Regions from separate parts of the Mus musculus genome. Here regions 2 and 3 are each linked to region 1. A link is a contact called in public Hi-C and HiChIP or PLAC-seq data. All regions are on one chromosome and are shown on one strand. Each heading gives the region's core, a stretch centred on a gene start, on an enhancer-like site or on the middle of the called end of the contact. The rest is flanking DNA. Distances are from core to core; before and after follow the strand shown.

Region 1 (3,638 bases), core at 797-3,296:
GTTCACTGGATTTCGCTTAGATTCATCTCAGGAAACAATCCTCTAAAACAGGGCTTAAGCTGGTTAAATGTTAGATTCTTACTGGATGGTGGTGGCACACACACCATTAATCACAAAACTCAAGACGCAAAGAAGCGCCGGGCATGGTGGCGCACGCCTTTAATCCCAGCACTTGGGAGGCAGAGGCAGGTGGATCTCTGAGTTCGAGGCCAGCCTGGTCTACAAAGTGAGTTCCAGGACAGCCAGGGCTATACAGAGAAACCCTGTCTCGAAAAAAAAAAAAAAAAAAAAAGACGCAAAGAAGCAGGTGGATCTCTGAGTTCGAGACCAGCCTGGTCTACAGAGAGAGAGCCAGGACAGGACAGTCAGAGCTACACAAAGAAACCCTGTCTCAAGAAACAAAAATAAGACAAACGAAAGTGTCGGCTTCTTTACAGCTATGTGTTTAAAAAAAACCAAACAAACCATTTCTGTTACTTTAAGTATGTATCACACATGCCCCAGTGCTTAATCAATAAATAGAATCTTCAAAAGGGCAAGGATTATGTCCCTTTTGATCAATTTACATTCTAACAAGTTTAGTTGCTGGCTGTCTTAGTTGCTTTTTTCTGCTCTAACAAAAACATCACGACTGAGGCATCTTTGTCCTTTTTTCTTTCTTTCTTTATATCTAAGTACACTGTAGCTGTCTTTAGACACACCAGAAGAGGGTGTCAGATCTCATTACAGATGGTTGTGAACCACCATGTGGTTGCTGGGATTTGAACTCAGGACCTTCGGAAGAGCAGTCCGTGCTCTTAACTCCATCTCTCCAGCCCCACAACCGAGGCATCTTATAAAAGAAAATGTTTAACTGGGCTCATGGTTTCACAAGGTAAGAAGCCATGATGGCAGAGCAAAGGCATGGTACTGGGAGAAGCTGGAAGCTCACATCTGGATCCACAAGCAGGAGACACACACAGAGCACACTGGGAATAATAGTTCAAGTCATTTGAAACCTCAAAGCCCACCACCACTGATACATCTGCTCTGAGGGGGATCCTGCAGGTATCCATGCAGGCAGTGATCTTTGAAGAGATGAGAATGAAAACCCAGTTGAGATTGATTAGACTTCGGGGAGTCTAATGCCAGGCTGCTCATTGTCAGCATATTTAAACGGCAGTACAATTTGGGGGAAAGTTCCCATTCCCGGTGCACAATAAAGCTGAATGTGTGGCTACACAGAGACTCCTTTACAAAGTACATGTGACCATGAAAGTGAGATTTATAGCTAGTAGGCTTAGAAGCTAGCATGATCTCTTGACTCAATAGCATAAAGATCAGCAGGCTACAAAATATTATGGCATGTCTACAAAGTATGGGTTTAACTGGGAGCTAAGGAGGGACAGAGAGTCTGGGGTAGACATTCTTGGTGACTTAGGTGAGATCTGCCTCTAGAGCAAAAGGCGGGTGAGGTCTGCCTCCACAGATACCAAAAAGGTCACCAGGTCCTTAACAAAATCCACTTCCAGACTTCAGGGTGGGAAAACCGGTATCCTGTCTTCTTCACATCACCTAATCCATCTCAAGCAATTCCATCTACTGGGCAGTGCCTCTTCAAACATGTGACCTTTGGAGGCCATTCTCATTCAAAGCACCACATCTTGCTTTTGCAGTTGAGACATGTATCATTAGTTTAAAAAATTTGAACAAAATCTCATTCCTCTTTGATGCTCCCACTGTGGCTGGTCTGTGGATCTTTCAACTTTGTTTGTGTGTGTATGTGTGTGTGTGTGTGTGTGTGTGTCTGTGTGACACACACACACAAAGAGAGAGAGAGAGAGAGAGAGAGAGAGAGAGAGAGAGAGAGAGAGAGAGAGAGAGCGCTTGTATGTATGTGTCAGACTTGTTAAGATTTTGAACAAAGCTTATGCTGTCACAGTGGAAGTCATTTAAAAACTGAAAAATGACACAACTTGACATACCCCATTGGCAATTCCTTGCTAGCCTCATTTATGTAGACTCCAGCTTCCTGTCTCCAGTGGTGTCTTACAGCGGTGAGTCAGTATGTCCTGTGGTGTAGACAGTCTATCCTGTCTAACCTTAGCCCTATCAACTTCTTTGCCTTCTGGAGGAAGTCTTAGGAAGAAGATGAATCTTTCAGAGTTGCTTAGCAGTCTGAGCCCCTTCTGTGGATGGTTCTTGGATCCTGGTTCTGTTACTTCTGTCATCCAGTTCCTGATTTCTGGGATGACCTTCAAGGTCACCTCCACTCTGCCTAGCTGGAAGGAGAGGGTGAGAGAAGTCATGGAAGAGGGCTGCATGCCAGGCTTCTGTGCAGCCAACTTAAAGGAGATCCGAGAGCCTTTGGCACAGACTCTCCTCACCACGGTTCCAGTACCTGGCCATCAAAGCACAAGGGAGCTGGAGACACTGGTTGGGCATCTGCTCCTAGCAGTCTCTCTCCACTTCGGCAAAGGATATGGGTCTTCACTGAGCCCCTAACTGCCTTCTTCTTAGAATCATGATCATCATGCCCTATCTAGTTTAACAGTGGCCTCTTCTTGAGGACATCAATATGTTATATTGCATGGAGATATTAAAGCCCAAGTTACAGTCGTTTAGGAGATTCCAGTGTTGGGATTCAAATTTGGTCAGTCTGATTCTAAAGTCAAGTAATCTCAGTTTTTTATGTCACACAGCTACGGTAAGGTTGGCATGTTTGAGTCACCAGTGACCAAAATGAAACCCAAGGATGTGCACCTGACGTTCCTCTTTGTTTTTCTCAGTTTCTTTTACAACAGCACTAAAGAAAAGGCCCAAGGTTCTAAGTAGTTTTGACAATTGTCACATCATCCTTAGCCACTTCCGTCTCAATTATCTAGAATCCAGCCTAGGTAGCTTCATTTATTTTCAAGATCCAATGACCATTCATTTTAATATAACTCTCTCACACATTTATTTTCAAACCCAAAATGTTATCTCAGCATTAACTGCTGGTTTTAATTCAGTCCTCCATAAGCATTCCCAATCCAACATACCCCCAAAACAAAGGCATTGACCTTATATCCCTGAGACCTATGCCTTCAGGTAGGCTTGCCAACAGCTCACCAGCTTTGATTAGCTTCTCAAGGGGTGGATGCTTGGCTTCTCTCTCCCCCTCCCTCCTCTTTCTTTTTCTCCCCCCCCCCACCAGTACTGGGGTCTGCAGCCAGGGCCTCATGAGTGCTAGACAATGTATTACCACCAAGCTGTATTCCTTCACTCAGACTTTTGTTTTTCCATTGCTGCTAACTTCTTAAAGATGAAGTCCACAGCTACTTTGCATGTTTTCTAGACAGGCCAAATGTCACCACTCTTGCCTATAGGGCCCAGGGACTTTTTTGAGATGGTGATGATCATCCTAAGGAAACGCCCTCCCCCATACGTCTTCTTTTCTTACTTTCTGTTTGACGTTGAGGAGGTGGACAACCTTCAAACCATGCTCATCCTTGGGGCCTCTGGCATGGCTTGAGTCATATTAACCCATATGTGGAGACATTCAAGAAAAAAAGATCCCATGGGCCCCTCTCGTCCCAGTCCTCCTCCTCTTTACCCTCCTCCCCTTCTTTCTCTTCTTTGATTTTTTTTTTTTTTTTTTTTGAGATGTGGCTTCATCC
Region 2 (3,638 bases), core at 527-3,026, 360 kb after region 1:
GAGGTGATGGCTCTAGGCCAGCAAAGGGGGAAAACCAGCCATGATAAGTAGGGTGGTTTGTGCAACCATGAATCAGGAGGAATAACCAGGGTCAGTTTTCACACTCTGAGAAAATAAGGCTGTTGGGAACAGCAGCTGAAATCAAAGAATAACATCAGGGGTTTTCACTGGAACATTATATACGATTTTATAGACTTTGTAAGTCAAGCTGAGTGGCTTAGAGCTAAACTGCTGTGTCTAAGAACAGCGTGTGGATCGGGACTTCAAGGGTGGATGAGCTGGGTTAGTGCTGGGAGCCAGTGATGCACAAGGAGGGCTGTTTCAAGGGTCAGTGACTAGCAGGCAAAGGCTCTGCTTGGGAAAGAAGCTCTGGCCTGAAATGGCAGTGGTGTGAGAGGTGTTTCATGAGAGAAAAAAAAAAAAAAAGAGTCTGAGCTCTATTGATCGGCCTGGGTAAAGGTTGCTCCGGAGGGGTTCCCCCACCCTTGCCCCCAAAACCCATTTCTCCTGCCTGTGCAGGGAGCACTCAATACCAGAACTGCATCCAACAGTAAACAAAAGTCCAACACAAGCTGTATGTGTGCATTAGCCTGGCACACAGGAGATCAGTGCTTGTTGAGTGGATGGCTAAATGCATAAATAAGCAAGATGTAGGTTGCAGAGCGCAGGTAGAACTGTACCAGAGGCAAATAAAGTCTAGAAAATAGGGTTGAAAAGACAGCTCAGTGGGAGCAGTTGCCGCCTCTGCAGAGGACCTGAGTTCAGTTCCCAGCATTCCCACCAAGCAACTCACAATGGCCGTTAATTGCAGTTCCAGGAGATCTGACAGTGTCTGGGCTCCACAGGCACCTGCACACATGTGCTACACACATATAAACATGCAGGCATTTACACATATGCATCAAATAAAAATAAATAAATCTTAAAGATCTGGTAGAAAGCCAGGTGACATATTCACAGAGAGAAAACTTACATTTTCATGCCAACTGTCATAGCAAAGCTGTGACTTGTGGCACTAAAGAGTAAGTTGACACGCTAAAATATTCCCTATGCCAGGCTGATGCATGTGTGTATGTATGAAATGGGGTGTGGGGGCTTGGGGTTACTCACGGAAAATGCAGACACCAGGTAAGCCTGATTGTACACATTCAAACCTCTGTGTTCTTTGTCTCAACGGCCCACGTTTCCTGAGCAGGATATGTGTGGGTTGCTCTCATGTGGCCATTATTTTCGGCTCTCTCTTAAATATTTCAATTCCCATTCTATGAATGAATCAAAGGGAGGTTGCCTTGGCAACCGTTCACCTTTCTCTAATCAAGCCTCCTGAACAACCTCAAGTGGCTTCTAGAGATAAAAGCTCTCAGCACGTGCAGAGTCAAAAACCTCTCACACCGCTGCGGGGGGGGGGGGGGGGCGCTGGGACCAGAAGCGGCTAAACACCCTCCTCCCACCGCCTCTCGCTCCTGTAACCACAGCCATTCATGCTGGCAACTGAACACTGAGATGCAGTTCTGCAAAGGACAAAGGATAGTAAGGGGCTCTTTGACAAGGTGCTTGTGAACCTTCTCTTTCCCAGATAACCATGGCACTGCCCAGGGAGAAGCGGGTTCATCAAATCTTTCCTCTGCCAGTTACCCTGGGAAGTATTGTGTTCCGTTCTGGGCTCTAGCAGAAGGCTAGGAGTTTCATCAGGGACGTGCGCGCGCGCGCGCACACACACACACACACACACCCCAGACTCTAAGAAGGGAGGGAGAGTCCTTAGGGGCAAAGTGAAAGCACAGTCAGAAGTCAGTTTTGAAATCTGGGTCGCTTATCTTAGTAGGGAAAGAAACAACCTCGCTATTTGAAAACAAGGACATTACTGGGACTGGAGAGCTGATGGCTCAACAATAAAGAGCACAGGCCACTCTGGCAGAGAACACAGTTCAAATCCCAGCACCCACGAGGCAGCTCACAACCATCTTTAATTTCAGGTCCAGAAAGATACAACGCCCTCTTCTGGACTCTGTGGGCACTGCATGCACATAGTGCACAGATATACGAGCAGGCAAAATACCCATCTATAATATATCTTCTTATTTTACAATTTCAAAGAAGAGGAGGAGGAAGAGTGTCTCTGGCTCCCTATAGACATGGTGGTTTGGAAGTGAGAAGAAAGACCCCAATAGCAAAAACAGGGACCTCGAAGGTTTAGGTTTTTTGTATTTTTTTCTTGCCTATGGCTTGGGTTCCTGTCCTTAGGATTCTGTTAAATTTCTCCAGGATGCTGCTTCCTATAATGCTAGGCCTTGGTTGGAAATGATGGTGGGAAAGGCACCAAATGATCCTGTTCTGAAAGCACTCTTGTCCACTGCAGACAGAATACAGAGGTTAAGGTAGCGGCACAAGCCATTTCACTCTCAGAGCCAAAGCCTGACAGCCCTCCACAATGGCAGCAGGTCCTTCCACTGTGGTGTATACAAGAGCTTAATTTTCAGGTTAGCTCTGACTGTGAATGAAGAGATGAGTTGAGCATGGGAGAGGGATGTGTCAGGGACATCTGGTTTTGGACTGTACGAGATATATTTCTCCATAAGTATTTTCACAGATAAGTCTTACCCTGGAAAGTTTTAGGAGCTGCTAGAGGTCCCTTAAAAACTAATAGAAATAATAGAAAAAAATAATAATTTCAACATTAAACAGAATAACATATGAATTAAGACCAACTCCCAGCCAGATTTACAAAGCTTATAAACTGGTTTGGACTCATGAAACCTTTGGCAGGGTAGTAATATAATTTTTCCCTGGCTTATAATATGTTGAATGTTGCATACACAGACTTACACACGTGTAATACCCAAGGCAATTATTTACTACAGGAAAATTGGTTCAGAAGGACAGTACTGCCACACCTTGGTGACACTGGGGGATGGATCCTAGCATAGCCCTTGGAACGGCAGATATTCAGATTCCCTATAAAAATGGTATAACATATGCATGCAGCCTACTCAAATCTTCAAAACTCATTTCTAGATTATGGGTCCAATTGATGCAATGTAAAGATTAGGTGTGCTGCACTGCTCAGAGAACAGAGAAGAGGGACCACATAGTCTACACGTGTTCAAATACACATGCAGCTTTTCCCTGAATACTTTGTATCCATGAGTGACTGATTCTACAGGTACACAATCCCCACATAGGGAGAACTTTGATGTAAATCAAAGTTTACGGTATGACTTCATGTGTATAAAGCACCTATGGATCCATTTAGTGTAAACAATTCATTCAGTGTATAAATCAAAATTACAATATAACCAAACTACAAGGGTAGAAGGTCAAAAGAAGTGTGGGGAGAGGGCTGTATGATGTGTGTATACATATGTCATAGAAGCAAAGAAAGGACAGCTCATCTCTGTTTTATAGGCTAAAAAGTCATGATAAATAACTAACAACATAAGCACAAAAAGAGCCAACCTCAATGGAGACGATGTCCCCACCAGAATGGCCTGCGGATACCCCTATGGTGCATTTTCTCGGTTGATGAGAGAGTGTGGGAGGGTCCAGCTCACTATGGGTGGTACGACCCCGGGTCTGGTGGTTCTGGGTCCACAGTAAAACAGGCTGAGGGAGTTATGAGGATAAGCCAATAAACAGTA
Region 3 (3,638 bases), core at 719-3,218, 270 kb after region 1:
AAGGAGTGTGTGTGTGTGTGTGTGTGTGTGTGTGTGTGTAAGCAATTGAGAGGTGCTCCCTGTTAAACAGCTATTCTGTTGTGGTTGGGGGTAGAGTGGGTTAAGCCAGGCGTTTTACTTCAGCCTTTCCAACAAAAAGGGAAAAGCGGGAATTGCAGCGCCGCTGAACAAAAATGATTTCCACACTCTCCTGGTTCAAATGAGTCTTTTTAGTGCCCTGCTCCCACCCCCTCCAAACACCAAGATGGGACCTTCTCTTTATGCACACAATTGTTCATCTCTAACAATGCACTTCTGCTGGGAAGGGACCCAGCGCTGGAACCTGAAGGGCTTCCACTAGGCTGGCACAAACCCCTTTGCCATCTGATTTAGAGAGGGTCCTCTCTTCTGTCTAGAAAGACATTGTTTTGCTTTGATTGAAAGGTTGATAGCAACCGCGGTATACATTCAGCGACTCGCTGTGATGTGGGTGGCACTCTCCATTGTCTCTACTGATTATACTGGCTGGTTCTGAATTGCGTTCCCACACTGAGGCGCCCCTATGGAAGACACGGACACTGAGCATGCCACAGACAGCGGTTCAGAAAGCTCCATTAGAGCCTCTCTCCGCTCTGCCTCCATTCACCCTCTGGGTGGTAACAGGAAAGGGCTTCAGCATTGAAGAGCACGAGGAAGGGAAATGAATGACCAGAAACTCAGATGGGAAAAGAGATGCTGACACAGGCCCGGGGAACAAGTGACCCTGCCCCAGCAGAGAAAAAGACTGGCAGTTTCAGGGCTTGTGGCTCTAGGGTGAAGCACGTGAGCACCCTTGGGTTGGGGCTCATCTCAACGTTTAGGGTTTGTTTTTTACTTCAGGAAACAAGCTTAGAGAGATTTCAAAACAACCTGCTTCAAATGCCTCGCAGTGTGTGGGTAAGAAGGGACTGGCCTTCATGTTCCCTCTCACAGCGTGCTACTTCTCAAATGTGTTATTTTTCCTTCACCGTTTTCTCCTCAGACCTTCTCCGTGGCTTGAAATGAAAACTCAACCTTTGGAGCCAGCAAGGCCTCTGTGGTCCACAGAAGGCTCTCGGTGCATATTGATCAATAAAGACCCTGTTCTGTGTCTCAAAACCAGAGAGCTTCAGGCCCTCTCCAAACCAGTCCTATATCAGCTGTACAATCTCAGGGAAATCCCTGACAGAGGTTCCTGACAGGGCTCTCGGGTTCCCTTTCTGTAAAATGGGGATGGGGATAATACCGCCGGGAGGAAGGGGGCGGTGACTGAGAATAAGGTAACGCTTATAGGATAGCTGGCGCCATGCTATTTTTAAGTCAGGCATGAGCTAATTCTTCAAGAAAGGGAAGTAAAGACATGGAGGAGTAACTTGGCCTTGAAGTGTTGAAATCTAGGATGTCTACAGTCTCTGGCAGGTGAGACAGTACCTCTTTCTGACTCCTCCATCATCACCTAGTCATGACGGTGCAAGTTTCAAAGGCCCGGTGAACATCATTCGCTTCAAATGCAGTATCTGAAGATGTTGGGGTTTTTTTTGTTTGTTTGTTTGTTTGTTTGTTTTGTTTTAATTATGGTAGGAACTAGAGAAGTGATTCACTGGATAGCATTTGCTCTATCAAACAAACCTAAAGCAGACTCGGTAGCACGCATCTGGAATCTCAGTGCTGCTGTGGTGGCATGGGTGGTGGAGACAGGAGAAATCTCTGGGAGCTCTAAGGCCAGCTAGCCTGCCAGCAGTCAGATACACATCGGTAGGCGAGGCTGACCTCTGATGTGAGCACGGGAGAGTGTGTGTGTGAGTGTGTGTGTGTGTGTGTGTGTGTGTGTGTGTGTGTGTGTGTGTGTGATATTTGAAAAGGAAGCTACATATGCAAGGATTGACTCTCTTCCCTCTTAGCCCTGTGAGCTGGACAATCTGTTTCACAGCCCAGCATTGCTTGCATAACAAAGGCTTGGGACCATTGACTGCCATCTTTCTGGGATTGATCCTAAAGAAGCTAGTCCCATGGTTGAATTGGATCGCACGACTCCAAATTGAATTTAAAACAAAATTTAGACAATACCTAGGGCTTCACGGTAGCACAACCCACAGGAGACACTGTCAACTGGTATGTCCACAGTAGTGAGTAAATGTGCTGCGATAGCCAAATGTTTTCTTCGCAGATGCTATAGCCTTCATGATCTATTTCCTTTCCAAAGCTCTGCTCAGTAGCAGCTATTTCTAAAGGGAAATCCATATTTCTATTGTTACCACTGCAGTATATAGTTCTAGTTAAACTGGAGTTTTTGACATTTAAGGAGAAGAGTGCCCCCTAGTGGAGGTAAATCCAATCCAGTGGTAGCCAGCAGGCCCCAGCGTTACAACCTATTAACTAGGACTCTCATTTGGGAGACTTCTATAATTCTCTTCCCAAAGACATGCATGGCTTAAGGGTCTATCACAAGATAGATGCTTTATTAGGAATAACAAAAAGAAGGTGGATGTTGTGTTTCCATGAAGGGTACCGACCATGTGGGGGAAAGGATTAAGAAAAAGATGGTGGTTGAGAATAGGCCTAGACAAAGTAAAATGGATCATGTCCTAGTTAGCTTGTCAACTTGACACAAGTGAGAGTTATTTGGGAAGAGGAACCTCATCTGGGAATACGCTCCCTTCAGCTTGCCTGTAGGCAAGTGTGCCGTGTATTCTCCTGATTCATGAATGATATGGGAAGGCCCAGCAGGTGGTCCTGGGTTGTATAAGAGCACAGGCTAAGCAAGCCATGAGACAGAAAGCCAGTAAGTGGCATTGCCCCCATGGCCTCAGTTCCTGCCTAAAGTTTCCTGCCCTGGGTTTTCTCAGGAATAGAGAGTAAAATGTAAGGTGCAGTTAACCTTTTCCTTCCCAAGTTGCCCTTGGGTGTGGTTTTTATCACAGCAATAGAAAGCAAGCCAGGCCAGGCGACAGGCAAGACCATACTTCTTCTTGCTTGCGCTTGATCTCAATCTCTCTCTCTCTCTCCCTCCCTTCTTCCCCCTCTCTGCCAGTGTGTGTGTGTGTGTGTGTGCTACATGTGTGCATGTGTGTGCAGAGGTCAACGGTCAACATCAGACGGCTTCTTCTATTGCTCTCTACTTTATCTTTTGAGACAGGGCTTTCCACAGAACCTGGGGTTCACTGCTTCAGCTGAGCTGACTGGCTAATAACCTCAAGAGATCCTCTCACCTCTCCACCAAGTGCTGTGGTCCTCAGACACTGCTGTGCACAGCGCCTACCTGGGCACAGAGGACCCAGGAGCAGGTACACATTCAGTGTCATTCTGGTTATTGTCTAATATTTGATTCTGAATGTGGGCAGAACCTTCTGTAGTGTAAGTTATATTCAAATTCAAGGTGCCAACAGTAAATCAACTTGCTTGCAAAATCCCTGGACACTTATCCATCCCCCCCTGCCCTTCTGTAGTACAAGGCTGCAATCTGTGCTTACAGGTTTGTTCTTCAAAGTTCTTTAGTAGCAGCACACGGTGCCCAGAGTTTGGGACACCTCAGCTTCCTTTGCCCTAGTATCCGACACTAAATAAGGCACAATTTCTGCCCCTAATAACTCATGACAAGTAGAGAAGATGGTAAATACATTTCCCTGGCAGGCATTAATAAT

Evidence for each region. A called contact is a pair of places that touch in the nucleus more often than the background predicts. HiChIP or PLAC-seq counts read pairs in DNA pulled down with a chosen protein or histone mark.
Region 2: a contact with region 1 is called in an H3K27ac HiChIP or PLAC-seq map of thymic regulatory T cells, with 3 times the contacts expected there. The contact joins two enhancer-like sites. A contact is called at or near these places in 2 of 484 Hi-C or Micro-C datasets (the N1E-115 cell line and nephron progenitors) and 3 of 115 datasets of contacts at active chromatin or transcription factors (CD8 T cells, regulatory T cell precursor and thymic regulatory T cells).
Region 3: a contact with region 1 is called in a Hi-C map of bone marrow-derived macrophages, with 32 read pairs. The contact joins two enhancer-like sites. A contact is called at or near these places in 2 of 15 datasets of contacts at CTCF or cohesin (CD8 T cells and large pre-B cells), 12 of 484 Hi-C or Micro-C datasets (B cells, CD8 T cells, the HL-1 cell line and 7 more), 9 of 115 datasets of contacts at active chromatin or transcription factors (CD8 T cells, embryonic stem cells, extraembryonic endoderm stem cells and 4 more) and 1 of 9 other capture datasets (embryonic stem cells).

What each region holds. Positions count from the first base shown.
Region 1 is chr8:34,755,494-34,759,131 of GRCm38.p6, reverse strand. No RefSeq gene overlaps it. Among named protein-coding and RNA genes, the nearest start is that of Dusp4, 50 kb to the left of the region's middle. Within about 2 kb of position 2,046, at least 27 of the 459 cell types and tissues checked have an H3K27ac peak or open chromatin away from gene starts, as enhancers often do. A contact at or near this core is called in CD8 T cells, the HL-1 cell line, bone marrow-derived macrophages and 3 more, where this site is marked.
Region 2 is chr8:34,395,774-34,399,411 of GRCm38.p6, reverse strand. No RefSeq gene overlaps it. Among named protein-coding and RNA genes, the nearest start is that of Gm33831, 11 kb to the right of the region's middle. Within about 2 kb of position 1,776, at least 62 of the 459 cell types and tissues checked have an H3K27ac peak or open chromatin away from gene starts, as enhancers often do. A contact at or near this core is called in CD8 T cells and thymic regulatory T cells, where this site is marked.
Region 3 is chr8:34,483,806-34,487,443 of GRCm38.p6, reverse strand. All of the region lies in intron 2 of Gm46038 (a long non-coding RNA gene), which reads right to left. Among named protein-coding and RNA genes, the nearest start is that of Gm40489, 3.3 kb to the left of the region's middle. Within about 2 kb of position 1,968, at least 20 of the 459 cell types and tissues checked have an H3K27ac peak or open chromatin away from gene starts, as enhancers often do. A contact at or near this core is called in CD8 T cells, the HL-1 cell line, bone marrow-derived macrophages and 2 more, where this site is marked.